Linked DNA regions of Mus musculus: region 2 is linked to region 1. The links are chromatin contacts, called in public HiChIP or PLAC-seq maps. All regions are on one chromosome and are shown on one strand. Each heading gives the region's core, a stretch centred on a gene start, on an enhancer-like site or on the middle of the called end of the contact. The rest is flanking DNA. Distances are from core to core; before and after follow the strand shown. Region 1 has its middle 36 kb from the start of Gm34739. Region 2 holds the start of Scn3a (sodium channel, voltage-gated, type III, alpha).

Evidence for each region. HiChIP or PLAC-seq counts read pairs in DNA pulled down with a chosen protein or histone mark.
Region 2: an H3K27ac HiChIP or PLAC-seq map of embryonic stem cells shows a contact between it and region 1, with 18 read pairs. The contact joins the promoter of Scn3a here to the enhancer-like site in region 1. A contact is called at or near these places in 4 of 39 promoter capture datasets (the HPC-7 cell line, liver, macrophages and 1 more), 1 of 15 datasets of contacts at CTCF or cohesin (large pre-B cells), 2 of 484 Hi-C or Micro-C datasets (embryonic stem cells and muscle stem cells), 8 of 115 datasets of contacts at active chromatin or transcription factors (embryonic basal ganglia, embryonic forebrain, embryonic hindbrain and 3 more) and 2 of 9 other capture datasets (adipose tissue and pancreatic islet).

Annotation. Positions count from the first base shown.
Region 1 is chr2:65,449,310-65,452,719 of GRCm38.p6, reverse strand. No RefSeq gene overlaps it. Among named protein-coding and RNA genes, the nearest start is that of Gm34739, 36 kb to the right of the region's middle. Within about 2 kb of position 1,854, at least 13 of the 459 cell types and tissues checked have an H3K27ac peak or open chromatin away from gene starts, as enhancers often do. A contact at or near this core is called in embryonic stem cells, where this site is marked.
Region 2 is chr2:65,566,115-65,569,882 of GRCm38.p6, reverse strand. Scn3a (sodium channel, voltage-gated, type III, alpha) reads left to right here and starts at 2,391. Exons shown (of 27, transcript NM_001355167.1): 1 at 2,391-2,617. The region is part of intron 2 of Gm34833 (a long non-coding RNA gene); the gene reads right to left.

The DNA.
Region 1 (3,410 bases), core at 605-3,104:
TACAGATGATGCCATGTTCTATGAATGCAAGTAAGTTAGGCGTTCATGGGTAGTAAGCATTTTGAAATATATGTGATGACAAAAAATTGCAGTACTAGTCTTTTCTCCTGAAGGGTATCTGTCAGACAATGCCTCCAACATAGAACTAAAAATCCCAAATAAACATAATTGCTTTAAGGTAGCACAGAGACCGCTGTAAAGGATAAGACCGTACGGTGAGTGGACTCAATATGGTCAATCTACTATCATTACCAGATATAAGCAGGCAAAATAAAAACAATTATTTTCTGGGAACAGAATTTATTTCTAAAAGAAAAAAAATGTGTAAAAACGTTCGGAATATGGAGTAAATCAATCGCTTAGCTCCCTTACAAATTAACTTGGTAATTTTAGCAGATTTGGTTGATTACATTTTTTTTAGCAAAATATGCTATGGACATAAATATTAGACAGCAATGACTCAGGTACATCGTGTTGCTTCAAGTCAACATCAGTAGCTTCCCCATGAGAGCCTAAGACCTCCTCATCAACAAGCTTTTGAGTGGTTTATGGTCCTAGATTGACCCGTCCAGCAGGTCCAGTTATTTGAGGATCTCGAGGGGACCTCCTCCTAATAACCAAATGGGGGGTAGAGAGAGACGAGGGTCTTGTACGATTAACGACACGGAAACCGTTCTGAAGTTGTATCAAGACCCCAATGTATTGAGAAAGGTCCAAGGTTTAAATGCACAAGCAAAAGGGGAAGTACAGATACTTATCAGCGGGAGGGATGGGGCAATACAAGCAAAAGGAGAAGTATTTATCAGTGCGAGGGGGGGCAATAGAATTGCACATTCTTAGGCAGTTACACCGGGAAGCAGGAACTTGGAGGTATCAGGGTGTGGTCAGGACATCGGTGATGACCTAGGGCTGGAACCTCCCGTGGTTCTCGGAATCCATGTGTCGGTGGCCCGCTTTTGACCCCCTTTTCTTCTCAGGGGGAGAGGCCCAATTCAGAGATCAGGACAATAGCGTTGCCTTAATGGCTCCCAACACTAGATATGAATTTCCCCCTGTGAAGCCTCACATCCAATGAGAACGCAGTTGGTTAAGTCTTGCTACCATTGTTCCAGTACAAGCTTTTCAACATCTGCTGGTGCCTTGAGAGCAAGCCAACAGGAAGGAAGCTTTATGCTGGGATTCTTGACTCTCAGCAGGGAAGAGACTTTAACTAGATCCCACAGAAAACAAACCTTTATCTAATGTTGTTTGATTTCTAGTATTGTTTGCTGAGACAAAGGTCTTACAGTGTAGGCCAGGCTAACCCATGTGGAACTTAGCAGACAGTCCACAGTGGCTTCAAACTTCCAAGTATGGGGATAACACCCAGCAACAGACATTTTTTTGTGTGTGCTGAAATTTCAAACTGCACACAAAATTTTGTTTAAGCAAAAAAAAAAAAAAATCTGGGTACTTTTTTTCTTTCAAATATTCATAATACATCTAAGGGAACATTTGGCTTTCTAAGGTCCATTAATATTTGAATCAGCACAGTGCATTAGAGAACTAGAAACCCAGTTAAACTTAGCACAGAAAGGGGAGGGGTGTGAAAATCCACACCAGATGCTAGAAAAAGAGACCTGGGACGCAGCTTTCTTGCTGGTGCAGTAAGGTTATGTTGCATGGATTTGGGGTAATAGAATTATGTAAAAATACACAGAATTATGTAAAAGCACACATAATTTGGCAAATTGCTTTAAAAGCAGGGAATTGAGGTGATATCATTCCCCAAAATGGCCTCTTCTTAGCTCTTACAAGATGTGTAACTCCAGTCAGCTTCCCTGGAGGACACATGGTTGTCAAGGAGACAAGGAGGGCCCTCCTCCTCTACCCTCTGAGCTGAAACCAGCACGGATGGTTTGGGAGCAATATGGGAACACAACAGTCAGCCTTTTTGGTACTGGCAGTGAAAAGCCAATCAATAATCTAGTGTACTGAAAGAGAAGAGAAAAAAACCCAACACAACACAATCACACACATGTACACACAAAAACACACAGATATGCATGCATGGTATAGATATACAAACACATAAACACAAGTACACACACACATTCACACACACACACACACACACACACACACACACACACACCAATACAATGTCATTAGGAACAAGAATGAAACTCCTTAGCCATCTGTGTACCTAGCAAAAATTTAAATAGACCTAAATAGTACTATCACTAGAAAAGCCATTTATTTCTTCTAAGCCCCAATAAGAGAAAAGTTACTACCTATCTGAAATAATTTAATCTTTCTCTATAAAAACCAATGGTTGTAATTAAAGGCGAAAATATGAACAAGTAATAAAGGCCATAGTCTGCTAACTGTTTAGACTAATAGTACAAATCGTAGTCCCTCTTTTTGTCTATAGTCCTGTTAAATTCTAAACACAGATACTTTTAGAAAGTTTGCTGTGACATCTTCACTGTTTATTATGCTACCCTGTATTCTTCAGTGAAAATACAAGTATAAAACGGGTATATAAATGCAAAACTTCTTTCATGTAAACTATCTGTATGTGACCAACTACTTCTCTTGAAACTAATTCCACAAGAAAATTCACAAAATCTTTTTTCCTGGATACCTATATATATATGGATTTCTTAGTTTATGTATTATTCAATCAACCATGTCCACAAGAAAATAAGAACCTGTTTTCTCCTGATTAGGCCCACCTACATAGAATGGAAGCCTCCTGCACCAGGAGTGCAGCCTGACTGGCCCTCTGCACACTAATTCCTCTTTTTAGAAACATAAGTAAATGAATAGGGGCAGAAATAATCATTCTAAATGAGGTAACTCAGAGCCAGGAAGACAAATGTTACAAGTTCTCTCTCACATGTAAATATTAGCTTTTAATATTTGATATGTATGTTTAAAGTACAGGTTCAGAGATTTAGTCCATTCTCATCATCCCTGAGCCTGAAGCTGGCTGAGCCAGACCTTGACCTTGCTGCCACTAAGGAGATTACCTAGGGTGGAGTCTTCCTCCCTAGATCACTCTATTGTTCAGCCACAGACACTGTTCCTCTTCAAGATACTGCTGCCTGCTGAGAGGCCCTGGAGCTATTCTGGAGACTATATGCCATATCCTGTATGTCATCACCTGCAGCTAGTTCCAGGCTCCAAGGATGAATTGGTGGGAATGGGCCTCCCCCCTTCTTTATAAAGTGTGTCCGCCATTAAACATTTGAGCCTTGATCAGAATACTGTCTTGGCTTCATTTCTCTCTCATTCGCCTAGTTTCCTTTTCTTTCAGAGCCGGCCTGCCACTCAGGTGTACCCCATCCATGTGAGCCGCTGGACGGCTCACAACAGCTGGAGAATGGGCTGAGTGATCTACATCTGAATCTTCAAAGTCAACCCCA
Region 2 (3,768 bases), core at 1,142-3,641, 120 kb before region 1:
GTGACTTGGTCGGCAGAGCTGAAAACACACTGGGTAAACAATGGCCATAAACGTGGGCAGCTGTCTTAATAAGCATGACACAGGTGATCGGGCCCATGGGTCAGTGTGGACAGGTGACATCTGTGAGTCGGGGGAGGATTCTAGACAGGTCTGGACATCTACTTACAGAATAGCTCAGGACCATATTCTGCTTTCTCCATATGCATGTTTCCTGGAGCTTACCCCTCTATGATACAGGAAGGTACCTCAGGAAACCATACACTGGTTTAACATAAACTTGAAATTGTACAGAAAAGCCTTGGGTGACCCAGTTCATCTGGATCTAAACTCCCTCTGAAAACATCTCATAATAGTATCTGCCTCAGAGGAGAGCCCTGGTCTTGTGAATCCCAGACTAAAGGACTTAAGGAAATCATCCCCAGAGACAAATGTTGATAGGCTTGAGTGCATCTCGTTTCTACCATCAGGCAAAATGGGGACTATAATTTAAAAATAAAGTAAGTATTTCTTGAACACACGTCTAAAACAATGATGTCCGAATTTCCAGTGTTCGTTATGAGTAAACTTCTTCCTGATAGACAATTATGGTCTAGCCTTGTCTTCAAGGCTGATAGATTGTCAACATGTAAATGTATGTGTGTTGCATCAATATGTACTGTCAAAGAAACAAGCTTCTTTTGACCACAAGATTTTTTTTGGGGGGGGGGGGTGTATGTATGACAGCAGGAACAGCTGAAATCCACCTTGAAGAAGGTAAGCCAAGGCTATCTGAAGTAGTTGGTTGGGAAATGATCTGCTCTTCAGGCACTAGGACCTCCTTTAAAATCTCCAGCCCTAGCCTAGGCAACATAGGAGAGCTGGTCCCAAGGGTTCCAGAGCAGCGAGCCTTGACGGTATGGGCCCTGGAGAGCCGGTGGGCTGACCACCTCAGCTACCACCCAGGCCCAGATCCCGTGCTTTGAATTGACCCACTCGAGCATCTACCCTACCTATGAACAGCTGAAGCAGGACTGGGTGGTCCTGCAGATCCAAGCTGCAGGATCGCCACCTTATAGGGCAACGACAGGATATCTGAGCGGAGTCCCGGTGAGGATCCAGGATTGATGGAGTAGCAGAAGCCAGAGGCCTCGAACCAGACCAATGACTCACTGCAATGACACACCTCAGCTTCCAAGGTGAGAGATCTTCTTTCTTTCTTTCTTTCTTTCTTTCTTTCTTTCTTTCTTTCTTTCTTTCTTTCTTTCTTTTTCTTTCTTTCTTTCTTTCTTTCTTTCTCTCTCTGTCTCTCTGTCTCTCTGTCTCTCTCTCTCTCTCTCTCTGTCTCTCTCTCTCTCTTTCTTTCTTTTGGGAGATGTTGCAGGGGCAGAAGGCTGATACAAAGGGATGGGGAGATGAGTAGGATTGGGGCTAATGATGTGAAATTCACAAAGAATCAATAAGAATTTTTTTAAAAAATCCTCACCGTCCAAGACCAGGCCTGCTACGGTGCTGATTCTACCCCAGCAGTGGGGACAGAGGCGGGGAGTTTGCTGCTTCAGTCTAATTCCATGTTTAATGAGATAATTTTTCTCTAAATGTGAAAAGTAAAACCAAAAACTGCTGTTAAGAGCCCCCTCAACTCACAAAAGTCATTTTCCCTTTGACTACGTGATTCTGTTTCAATGTCGCAAGCATTTGCTGCCCTAATGTCTCAAAGGCTGAGCTAGAGGTAGATCACGGAAGACCCCTGAGGTCAACCCCCACCTACGCTGCCCCTTCATGAGCACATACACACCCCCTAAAGGAGCACATATATATGCCACACACACCTAAAAAATAATAAATAAATAAATAAATAAATAAATAAATAAATAAATAAATAAGGTATTCAGATCAGAGGTTGTCTTCAAAACCAAAACAAAAGAAAGAAATAAAAAATATGAAAAGTTTACATCTGCATATATGTTGTACTATTTTCTAAGAAACCAGATTTTTCACCTTGTGTGGAGGGGGACCTCATCTTGGAAGAGCAGACTTAGAGAAGATTTTATGAAAACCTGTGATTCCTAATCAAACAACTAGAAAATTAAAAAGTAAATACATAAAGAGGCGTGAAAGGTTAACTGTGCACACTCGTGTGGTAGCTAGGTTACCCCCCACCACCCCCCCCCCCCGCCTCCATCATCTCTCTGCTGTCACCGTGGGGCCCTTACATGATTCATAATGTTTCCATACAGGTTTGCCTCCTGCCTTCCGAAGAGATGGAGAATAATAGGAGTGTTTTGTCGTTTGCGCAATGGCGTGTGTCTGCCAGTAGATGGCAGTAACACGTTGAATGCTGCCAGCTTTTTCTTTTTCTTTCTTTTTTTTTTTTTTTTTTCCTTCCAGGGCCGTTTTCTGATATATGTTGGGTATCATAGAGTGAATCTCAGAACAGGAAGCGGAGGCATAAGCAGAAAGGATTCTGGAAAGGTCTCTTTGTTTTCATATCCACAGAGAAAGCAAGAAAAAAAAATTGAATGTAATTTGCAAATCCCTGTGGCCCAAATCTGAAGAACTACTGGGGGTGGCACGTTCCATTCTAACCATCTTGGATGCTGTCCTTTGTTGAGCTGTGATTCCTAAGGCTCTCCATCAGGTAAGCTGACAAAACATTTAATTATTTGCACCGTAGAATCTAGCCACCAGATCATCTTCTCATTTTAAAATCCTCCCCGTGCTGCCATTTTTAAAAGCCTAATGTTTAGATGTAAATTATAAGAACTAAAGGTATCATTTGATTTGTAAACTGCTTACTATTATTCCTTTATCTTTCAAAGGAAACAGCCTCTGTCTGGAAATGGTGACTTACAATACAGACTAGGAATTAAGGAGTGTGTGTCTGTGAAAGAAACAGATGTTTGGGGTTCATTGTATAGAGAGAACATCTGTTTTGTTAGACTTAATGTCAACCCACTAGATTTCAGGACGACACCGCCTATTCGGCATCTTTAAATCATTAAATGCTCAGTGAGATTGGAGCTACCTTTTCTGTGCTTTATTTTTTTTTTAAATTCAATTTAATTTTATTTACTTAGAAGCTCTGGAGAAGCCATATACAGACAGTGATATCAATATATAAGGGTGTTTGGCTATTTAGACATTCTTATTTTTCTTAGAAATTTATCAGCATAGAGGGAAAGAGACCACCCAGAGTAACATTAAAATACATTTGATTTGGTAAAAGTGAAATGATCCATGAATTCCTGTATGTCCCATACCCTCCTGTTTTGTTACCTTTTAACAGCCAGAAGCTTGAGAGCTGGGTAGGTTTCTTTCCTTCCTGGAACATTTCATGGTTGGTTTTTATTATCAGTACTATTACTACCAATCACCAGGAAAACTCACTTGAGACCAAATGAGAATAATTTACATTGTGTAGAGTCTGTGCCTGTCACTGAAATGTTTTACACCACACTCATAATGTTCCATTCAGTGATCACACTGCTACATTAGCAGAAGACCTACAGGCAGTAGTGGAAAGACAAGTTTTTAAGATTACAAAGCTCTCTCTCTCTCTCTCTCTCTCTCTCTCTCTCTCTCTCTCTCTCTCTCTCATGTGTGAGTGTGTGTGTGTGTGTGAGTGTGTGTGAGTGTGTGTGTGTGTGTGTGTGTGTGTGTGTGTGTGTGTGTGTGTGTGTGTGCAATAGGTAGTGTAATGTCTCTTGTGAGGACAAAGATGAAGCCATTAGTGTTTGTGAGGAGAATCTGCATGGAAATATTACATCTAATCTATTCTGAGCAGTGTGT